Regions from separate parts of the Mus musculus genome. Here region 2 is linked to region 1. A link is a contact called in public Hi-C data. All regions are on one chromosome and are shown on one strand. The core of a region is the stretch at or near the end of the contact, and the rest is flanking DNA. Distances in the headings are between cores, read along the strand shown. Region 1 holds the start of Crbn (cereblon). Region 2 overlaps Gm34873 (a long non-coding RNA gene).

Region 1 (4,365 bases), core at 275-2,774:
TTTCCCTAAACGTCTGCTCCATTCACAGTGGAGCTGCTGTCCCTGAAATCTCTTCTGTTGAAAGATGATCACCTTTAGGAACTGCCGCGAGTACAGCTCAATAACCAGTGGCTTACAGAAAAGGTGCTTTCTATGCACTGGCCCTGCACCCAGCATTTCTTCTTCTGTCTACACTACCACCAAGGAACACATTCACACCTGAAGCACACCTTCTGAGGCAACAAACTGAAACCTGAAATTATTTCTTCACACCCCACACAAAAAAGTTCCTAACTGAAATGACTAAGGATGCACGGTTTCAACAATGTAGGACTAACCTAGTCCACAAATGAACCCTAAGTGAATCTCCATCACAAGATTTTCAAATCCCACAATAATCCCTACCCATGAAAATCACAGCAGGAGTTGGAGACATAGCTCAGAGGATTTGGGAGTGCCTGGTATCCAATCCAGCAAAAAACACAAACCCAGTACACCCAGCAGCAGTTGCTTATATGGCTCTAAATGAACTGCACCTGTGATTGTAATTATTCTCAATAGCCTTATCCTAACTGTGACCCTCCTAAAAGTAGCCGACTGATGTTTTTCCTACAAACAAGGTTAACAGACTGCATGGCTTTTAACTACAACCAAAAGGCTCTGGCAATAGTCTGTGTTTCTACAGCATTCTAAGAACAGTCCGTACCACTAGTTCATCCACTTTCAGCATTCAATACTGCAACATAAGTTGTCATAAACCATAAAGGCATAAAGTAAGCAGGAGAAATCGGTAATACCGTTCTCCTGAGTACCCTAAAAGTAGGCATATTATTTGCAGACCTGAGAAAAACCGCTAAATAACTACCTCCACAGAGAGATAGCTAAGAGATACCAGCTGTGGTGGCAGATCAGTACACCGCGCAGCCCTATCTGCAACTGTGTGACCTTCCACGTCACTGGATGGTATACATTTAACAACCCGTCGATAAGTTTCTCCTCCATAAGCAAGGCTCTGGACAGATGACAGGTGTAATAATAAAAGCAGAAATGCACGCAAAGCATTCACTGCGGGGCCCACGACGTGCAAATGCCTACTGCATGTTAGCTGTCAGTCTTATGAGAAAGCAGATGAGCAGGAAAAGTAACGGCTGCTAATGTCACCCGGTTCTCAACTTCGCCTACTCCCACAAAATTTTCAGGGAGGCCGGCTTGGGAGAAAGATGGAAAGGAATGGGGGTCCCTGCTCTGGGAAACCAAAGTCCGTGGCCCCAACATCCCCGACAGCCCAGGAGACAGGCCGGGAGGAAAGCGCAGAGCTGCGGAGGGCGAGGCTCACACGGGAGGCTTCCCACCGGCCGCTGCGCCCGAGTAGCTGTCCCCGTCCTCCCTGCGGGATCGGCCCCGGTCCTCGGTCTCCACCCACGGCCAGGCGCCCGTCCCGGAGGTTACCAGGCAGAAGCGGCAGGTGGTTTCCCATGTTGTGCGCAGCGTCCTGCTGATCTCCCTCGCCGGCCATGTCTGTTTACCCGCAAAGGAGCCTGGGAAAGGGCGGTGCCGGCACGCAGGGGGAGGGTCTGCGATACGCCGCCGCCACGCTCCCGGGCCACAGCGCCCCCTGGCGGCTCCAACGAGGCGAGCCGAGAGCGGCACAGCGGAGCCAAATGAAGAGGACCATCTTTAAGGAGGACAAGAAACCCAAAGTTATCCATGACCCACTGACCCCACACAAGTTACACAGCTCCCTTCTCAGCCACAAAGACGTTTTGACAGGTGGGAAACCCAAGTCTGTGTTTTTAGTGTCCACTTGGAGCAAACACGTCCTTATACAGCATCCTCTTTTGTCTGGAAGTATGGACTGTTCCAGGGGCCGTTGGAATATAGCAGATTTTTAAAACGATTTCAGTAGCCCTCGGATATAGCCCCAAATTAACATGTATCAGTATGAAGCAAAGATTTGCAAGGACAAAAAAGGCTGATAATCACCTGGAAAATAAAACTGTCAGTATATAAACTAGCCTAGTCATAATGGCTTCACTAAGAGAAAAATGGATCAATGTATGGTAAAAAACAATTACAACATGCTAAAAGAAAGAGAATTGTCTAGCACTGGAGTTGTGGATGGATTTTTTTTTTCCAATTTTAAGAGTGTATACAATATATTTCTAACACGTTTTCACTGAAGAAAAGAAAATAATGGAATGACAAACGATATCTAAAGAAGGAAGTAGTGGTAGTAGGCAGAGAATAAGAGGAAGGAAAAAAAAGTAAACTAATGAATCTGAGGTTTGAAGACATTTTTACCCCAAGAAAAAAATGCTGCATTAAAAAAAAATTCACAACCCAAAAACACGTTGGAATGGTAACTGGATCCGATAGGCGTTTCCTATGGTGACCAACACATAGGCCAGATTAGACCAGATTAAAAGTAGGTAAAGGCATAGTTATCAGGAGGCAGCTCTAAGGGGAGTTCGCTGGTCTCACAGGTGGAGGTCAGTGAAGTCAAACACCCAGGTTTAAGCAACGTGACTTTATAGAGTTTTGGTGAGGAGTGATTACTTGTTGGTTAGGAGATGGGGTTGTTGCCCATACCTGGTTAAAAACTGATCCCCTGGCAGCCACTCTTGGGTGGGTTCCAGGAAATGCTGACATGTTAGCCCGGAGTTTTCTCCAAGACAGAGGTGGAGTTTTCACTCCGCGGTTGGGGATCAGGGAAGGAGAGTAGACTGGGTTTCCCAGCTTGTACAGGGGAAGAGCAGGGGTTCAGCCTAACACTATCAATTCCATATCACTCAGCCTTCTGTCCCTGAGTCACTCTGGCCTTGGCCAAGTCACTTTTATATCCCCAGGACTCAGTTTACCCAATGTTAAAACCAGAACGCAAATGTCCCAGATGTATTCCCTTTAATAGCATATACAATATTGATGCCTTTTATGATCGAGTTAAAAACAGCTGCATGAGCCATTGTAATGAGTTAAGGTGTTTTTCTCGCTAGTAAGAGGACAATTCAGGTCTAGACCACCAGAGAGCATGGAACATAGATGGTGACTGTTAAAGAGAGAACAAGAAGTTCAACCAAGTGATGAATGAATGTGCATAGCTGTACACACACACACATATTTTTGTTGTCGCTGGATCAATTTAAATACAGTTCACAGAATTTCAATAAATTGTTTAGCTGCAGAATTTTCTATCTCAGCAAGCATCTGGTTTCTATTTTATATATCTATCTGTGCATGTGTAAGATGACACTTTTTGGTTCACAGGGGAGCAAGTGTGTCAGTGAGTATGGTGGCCAAAATATCAACCTAGAGTTTTATTACTTGGGAGTAATACACCTGGTTTATTGTGGCAATGTCTTTCATTGGCCTAAGAGTAAGCAATTAGGCCAGGGTGACTCCCCAGTGGTCCCCAGGGATCCAGTGTCTCTGCCTCTGTTGTGTTGGAGGATATTACAAGTGAAGCTTACCACACGACTGGATTAAAAAGTACATTTTAATATAGATTCTTGAGATTGAACTCGGGTCCTCATGCTTGCACAACAAACACTTCAGCAACCGAGCATCCTCCCTAGCCCAGAGTAGGTAGTCTCTAAATAAGGAAGCTCTTACTTTGCTGGTGGTGTCTCAAAAGTGCCTTTCAATTATCTGAACCCCGAGTCAGTCAGTCAAGAATTGTCTGTGCCACATCTCATACCTCCTGCAGATGGATCGGCGGGGGATAAAATATGGAGTGAAAAAAACAAATTAATTAATTAATTAAAAAAAAAGAATTGTCTGGGAAAGAAGGAATCATTGGGAAGAACTTAAAAAAGTTCTCCCCCCACCCCCTGTCTCTCTCTCTCTCCTGTTTCTCACTTGTAGCCATGCTCCAGTATCATCAGAGCCCCCATTTGTATGTCTTTCCCGATTTTCTTTTATCTCTGCTCCCTTTAAATTCACTACCTAGTTCTTTTCATTCTTCCTGTCATCCCTCTAACGTGGACACATGTATCTGTAGCTTTACCTTTCAGTAAGGCTCACAAGACGTGGCACTGGAAAAAAGTACTGAAGCAAGCACACTTCTTGTATTAAAGCCCTACATACTAGAAGTAATCAAGAACCATGATCATATACTGGTGTGCATGTGTGTGTGTGTGTGTGTGTGTGTGTGTGTGTGTGTGTGTGTGTGTAGTAAGCCAGGTAGGAGGACATCTTTTCTTTAGAGTACTCTGTCAAATGCTGGGTCTGGCAGTTATTGCTGTGAGATGCGTACTTCAGCATCTCACGCTGTAAATCCCAGTTACAGGTGGATAAAAGATAAATCTTGTCTGCTCTGCACAGGTCTAGAGGGGAGGAAAGGGGGAAACATGCTCTGTAAGCTGGAATATCATCAGAGGCAGGGCATCT
Region 2 (4,936 bases), core at 1,752-4,251, 180 kb after region 1:
AGAAAATCTTCTGACAATTAAGGCAGAATTTAAGGATTGGACAGCAACAGAAGGGTATTCTGCAATATGCATATTCAAAGCCAAGAGAATGGGACAATGAGAACACCTCTAGTTCTGTCAAATGTCTCTGGGTGCTCTGGACACTTGTTTAATGTCACATGCTTGGCCAGTTCTTTTAACTTACAGGGTGGTCTCTGATAAGCCTCTCTAATATAATCTGCCAGGAAGACTAGAAGGTGCTAAGATCTCTGGAAGGCTTTTTTAGTGCAAAGATAAAATGACTATTTAAAGGTAAGTATTTAATACTGAACTCAATAGTACCCAGAAGAAGCCTTAGAACTCCCAGACACTTCAATCTTTTTTTTTTTTTTTTTGAAGACTGGGAGAACATAAAGTACTATATAATTACAAATATATCAGAATTGAATGTGTGTAACAGATAAAACTGAGTCCACAATTATTTTGTAATAATATAAGATTATATAGGAATAAACAGAACTATTTCTGATTTTTTAAAAATGTCACTTCTTAATTGAGAGAAGCTCCCATGTCTCCTACCCAGGGGCTGTTAATATATGCAGTGTTTGTCTGTCTCAACTTCATTTGAGTCATTGCTTATGATGGAAATTTTTACAAATTACAATCTTCACTTGTGCTTGGTAGCTCCCATGCAGTATTGCACAGGTTAGAAGTGTTTATAAAAGTATCAGCAGTGAGTGGGCGAAATTGTTCAGTGGGTAATGATTGCTGCCAAGCTTGATATCCCAAGTTTGATCCTTAGGACACACATGATGAGAGAGAACTCACTTCATACAATTTTCTGGCTTCACACGTGTACACACACACACACACACACACACACACACACACACAAACACACACAGTGAACATCTTGGATGCATCAATAATGTATCTATTTTTACTTCTCTATACTATAACATTGTATAGGTATATCTTCATTCATTTCTCCATTCAATATTTAATAGACTGTTGGGCAAGTCCTAGTTTGGGACTGTGAGAATTAACACTGTTTTGGATATTCTTGTACATGTGTATTGGTGGCCATTGCAAGCCAATATGTAGGGTATATACTTACAAAGAGGTTTGCTGGGTCACAGAACATCCTCCTGCTTCTCTTCCTTCTTCTCCTTCTTCTTCTTTAAAGCATACTGGCATATATACAGCCGTGATCTTATTTTTTATTTCCCCAATGACTAATGAGATTAGCACCTTGCCATATAAGTTGTGCACTTGACCATCTCCCTTTAATGTGCTTGGTTTAAATTTACTTTTCCTACTTTGGTACTAAGTTGTAGGAACTCTAAGTATTCCTGGTTGATTCATTGTCAGTTTGTCAGCCTACTTATTTATCTAGCTTGCCTAGTTTCCTCATAAAGTCTTCTTTCAAATTTTCCATATGTTTTTTTTTTTACAGAGTTCCTCTCACTAATCCCAGGTTAACTTCTACACTTCTTAAAAAAACACATTGAAGCAATTTATTTCATATGAGTGAACAAGTTGAAGTGTAGGACTCTGACACCCGAATAATGAAATTAATACTCTTAATTCACCTATTAGATGACCATATTATTCTTCATTATTTACATGCTCAGCTCCCTGGGTGCTGATTCTATACATAGCACCTACCTATTACAACTTCTCAACAAAGAGTAACTGTCAGTAAACTCTGGTGACAATCTATCAAATAAAAACAGACTTCCAGTAGTCACTATTTAGTCACACCCATTCTGCCAGTTCACAAGGGAGACTAAGAGAGCAAGAAGAGAATGTTTAAATATAAACAAAGTGACAGAGATAACTGGAGAAGAGGAGAAAGGAGTGAAGGTTTTATTGAGCTGCAAATTTGGCTCTGAATGAAGTCTTTGGGTGATGCTGGTCCTTAGGGCCAGTTTATTTTTCACATTTGCCAAGAGGACAATTTACATAAGCAGGAGACTGGCATTGGAAGTAACCATAGAAACCCCACTCTTCTATTGTACAGGGTGGGCATTTGTTGCTCCATTTAATAAAATCTCCTTAAGCCATAGATATGTAAAGCTTTGCATGTTGATGGAGGATTTAATAAAAGGATCAGAGGTGGAGAAAGCACTGGAGAAATTGTTGAGTGTTTTGGGAAAAGGCAGTGGATGACAGTTGCCAAGGTGAAGAAAACACATCCTTCAGGGCTTCAGTGGAAATTACACCTGCCCAGAAAGAAACAGCCCTCATTTGTGATTCCTAAGACTTTTTATTTTTATTGTTTAAAATTAAGTAAATAGAGACAGAACTAAGGAACTAAGAGCACTACAGTTGTATGTTACACTTTGCCTTTTATATATTGTGCATATGTTCACTGACATCACACTATGCTCAGAAAATTGTGCTACATGCCAGTTTTTAAAATTCCAATTAATTGTCTCTCATTACCGATCCTTAGGGCTCATCCTCTCAAGCAATGAGGTATTGACTAATACCTCCAGAAACCAACAGAAGTAAGGATGACCACAGTCTTTGATAAACCATGAGGGTACCCTATCATAATTCCTTCTCTTCAGCCCTACCTTGGGGACCTTAAATTTCCATTAAATAAGCCAGACATATATACTGATGACTGCTACAGCATTATACAAACAATAATTTTCTCACTTGAATGCATATTGATATCAATAGTGTGACTCATTATTTAAGATCTGCCTTTCACTCTAGCTGCTATATTGGGAATGCTTTTAATGTGAGTGCTAGCCAAGGAGATTTATTCCACTGATCCTTTGAAAGGAAGAAAAAGCAAAGACCAAGTTGATACAACTGACCTGTCTTGCCAGTGTCTTGATTTGAAACTATGATGAAAATCCAAAGAGAGAAGAGCTGAGTAATATCGCATTTCCATCAGAGCATCCTAAAGACTTTGTAGGGAAAAGACAATGGATTTATAACTATATGAGGAAACCAGGAAGATGATGTCACTCAGAAATAAAGCCATAGTTCATTTCCATAGCCTAGATTCTGTGGCTGGAATTAACTAGCCCAGGACTTGTGACTAAGCAGAAAAGTGTGAGTAACGTCCTTCTGACTCAAAGTCATTTTCAAAGAAATATCATTAGAAAACGCTCATTCACTTCAGAAAGGAATGAGTATGGATTTTTGAGTATGAAATAGTGTCTCAGCAAAAGATACCTTAAATATGAATTTTCAAGAAAGAAGAAAAATTGCATAGTAAATAAAATTCCCTGGAGTCACCACAGTGATTTACTATCTTTTCACGGTTGCTTATTTCAAGACTCATATTCTCCTCTCAAAAATAAAATCTCTTCTCATGCAGTACATTGTTTAAAACAGTGTTCTTTCTGTCTTGGAGTAGCTGTTGCATTTGAAAACATAGGCTGCATTTGCATTCATGAACCAAAATACGACTTGTGGCAGCCCTGTGACATTGCTTATTAGAAATGCATGCTGCTTTTGTGGTTATTGTATAAGCAAATTGGGCTTGCAGCTAGCGTTTCTTCCTGATAGATGCCCACAGTGAAGCTTCCATTGTGAACACTTGCCTGACAATTTCTCATGTATAATTTTGCCGTAAATTTTATTTGTTGGGTAATGGAATTATTTCAGTGGGAGAAAACTTGCTTATTAAACACATTCTTTCCACCTCCTCTTTCCATAAAAAGGAAGGAAAAACATAAGTGAGTCACGCAAATGTGAAATGCACTATACATGTGTATGTTTTTAAAATTATATTTGCATTGCCTCGGCCGTTTTATAAAAGCACGCCAAGGGAAGCAGAATTTGACTTTCATGCTGAGAAATTGCTTGATAAGTAGTGTTATCTAATTCAATTCCACAAACATTGTAGTGTTTCTGAACAACTCAAATAAAATGCAAAATAAAACCAGCTCAGACAATGCACAACTTGGGAGTTTTGACTTGCTATAGAATAGTATAACACAATGTTAAAAAGTCACTAACTTTATTTGTTTGTTTGTTTGTTTTTTGTTTTTGTTTTTGGTTGTTTTTTTTTTTTTTTTGATTTTTCGAGACAGGGTTTCTCTGTGTAGCCCTGGCTGTCCTGGAACTCACTCTGTAGACCAGGCTGGCCTCGAACTCAGAAATCCGCCTGCCTCTGCCTCCCAAGTGCTGGGATTAAAGGCGTGCGCCACCATGCCCGGTAAAAAAAAAAAAGTCACTAACTTTAAAATCAGTTGAGCCTGCCTGGTCTACAGAGTGAGTGCCAGGACAGCTAGGGCTACTCAGAGAAACCATGCCTTGAACAAACAAACAAACAAACAAGAACAGTTGATAGTTTATTTGTATTATAGACTTTCACATAGTGACTGTTTAGAAAGTATCTATTGGCAGATGAATGGGGGTGTGTAGTTAAAAGTCAGCTAAAAAGGAAATGACATTAACCATAGAAGCAACTTTGACCACAGACCAACTGAACTGATAAGCAAAGTGTGGTATCAAACTGTATGGATTATTCCTAGCACCATAGAGGAAGGAAATTGTGACATATTCTACAACATAGATGAAACATGAGCACAATGCAGTCATGAAAATACACTCCCTCATCTATGAGGTACTTGGTCAAAGTCACAAAGGCGAAGAATAGAATGGTGTTTACCAGGTGCTGGAGTAGGGGGAAGCAGGGAGTTAGCTTCAGTTTCACAATGTGGAGATTTCTGGGGATGGATGGTGGTAATGGTTGCAGAACAGTAGGAATGTATTTAATGCCACTAGAACACACATTTTAAAAACTATTAAGTCAGTCTAATTTACATGTATTTTACCATAATACTAAAGGGAAACAAAATATCCATGGCTACCACATGAAGTGACAAAGGATTATGAGAGGAAATTCTCTGTAGATTCCATGCAAGGCACAAATATTTCTATGCCACATCTTATTTTTAACACACTGCAAAAGGAGAGGTTGTTTAGG

The links. A called contact is a pair of places that touch in the nucleus more often than the background predicts.
Region 2: a Hi-C map of the Ba/F3 cell line shows a contact between it and region 1, with 2.3 times the contacts expected there. The contact joins the enhancer-like site here to the promoter of Crbn in region 1. A contact is called at or near these places in 4 of 484 Hi-C or Micro-C datasets (the Ba/F3 cell line, embryonic stem cells, myeloid progenitors and 1 more) and 2 of 115 datasets of contacts at active chromatin or transcription factors (acute myeloid leukemia and bone marrow-derived macrophages).

What each region holds. Positions count from the first base shown.
Region 1 is chr6:106,798,563-106,802,927 of GRCm38.p6, forward strand. It overlaps Crbn (cereblon), which reads right to left and starts at 1,525. Exons shown (of 11, transcript NM_175357.3): 1 at 1,429-1,525. The coding sequence starts at 1,495.
Region 2 is chr6:106,976,935-106,981,870 of GRCm38.p6, forward strand. The region is part of intron 1 of Gm34873 (a long non-coding RNA gene); the gene reads left to right. Among named protein-coding and RNA genes, the nearest start is that of Gm34873, 7.1 kb to the left of the region's middle. Within about 2 kb of position 3,002, at least 6 of the 459 cell types and tissues checked have an H3K27ac peak or open chromatin away from gene starts, as enhancers often do. A contact at or near this core is called in the Ba/F3 cell line and pancreatic cancer cells, where this site is marked.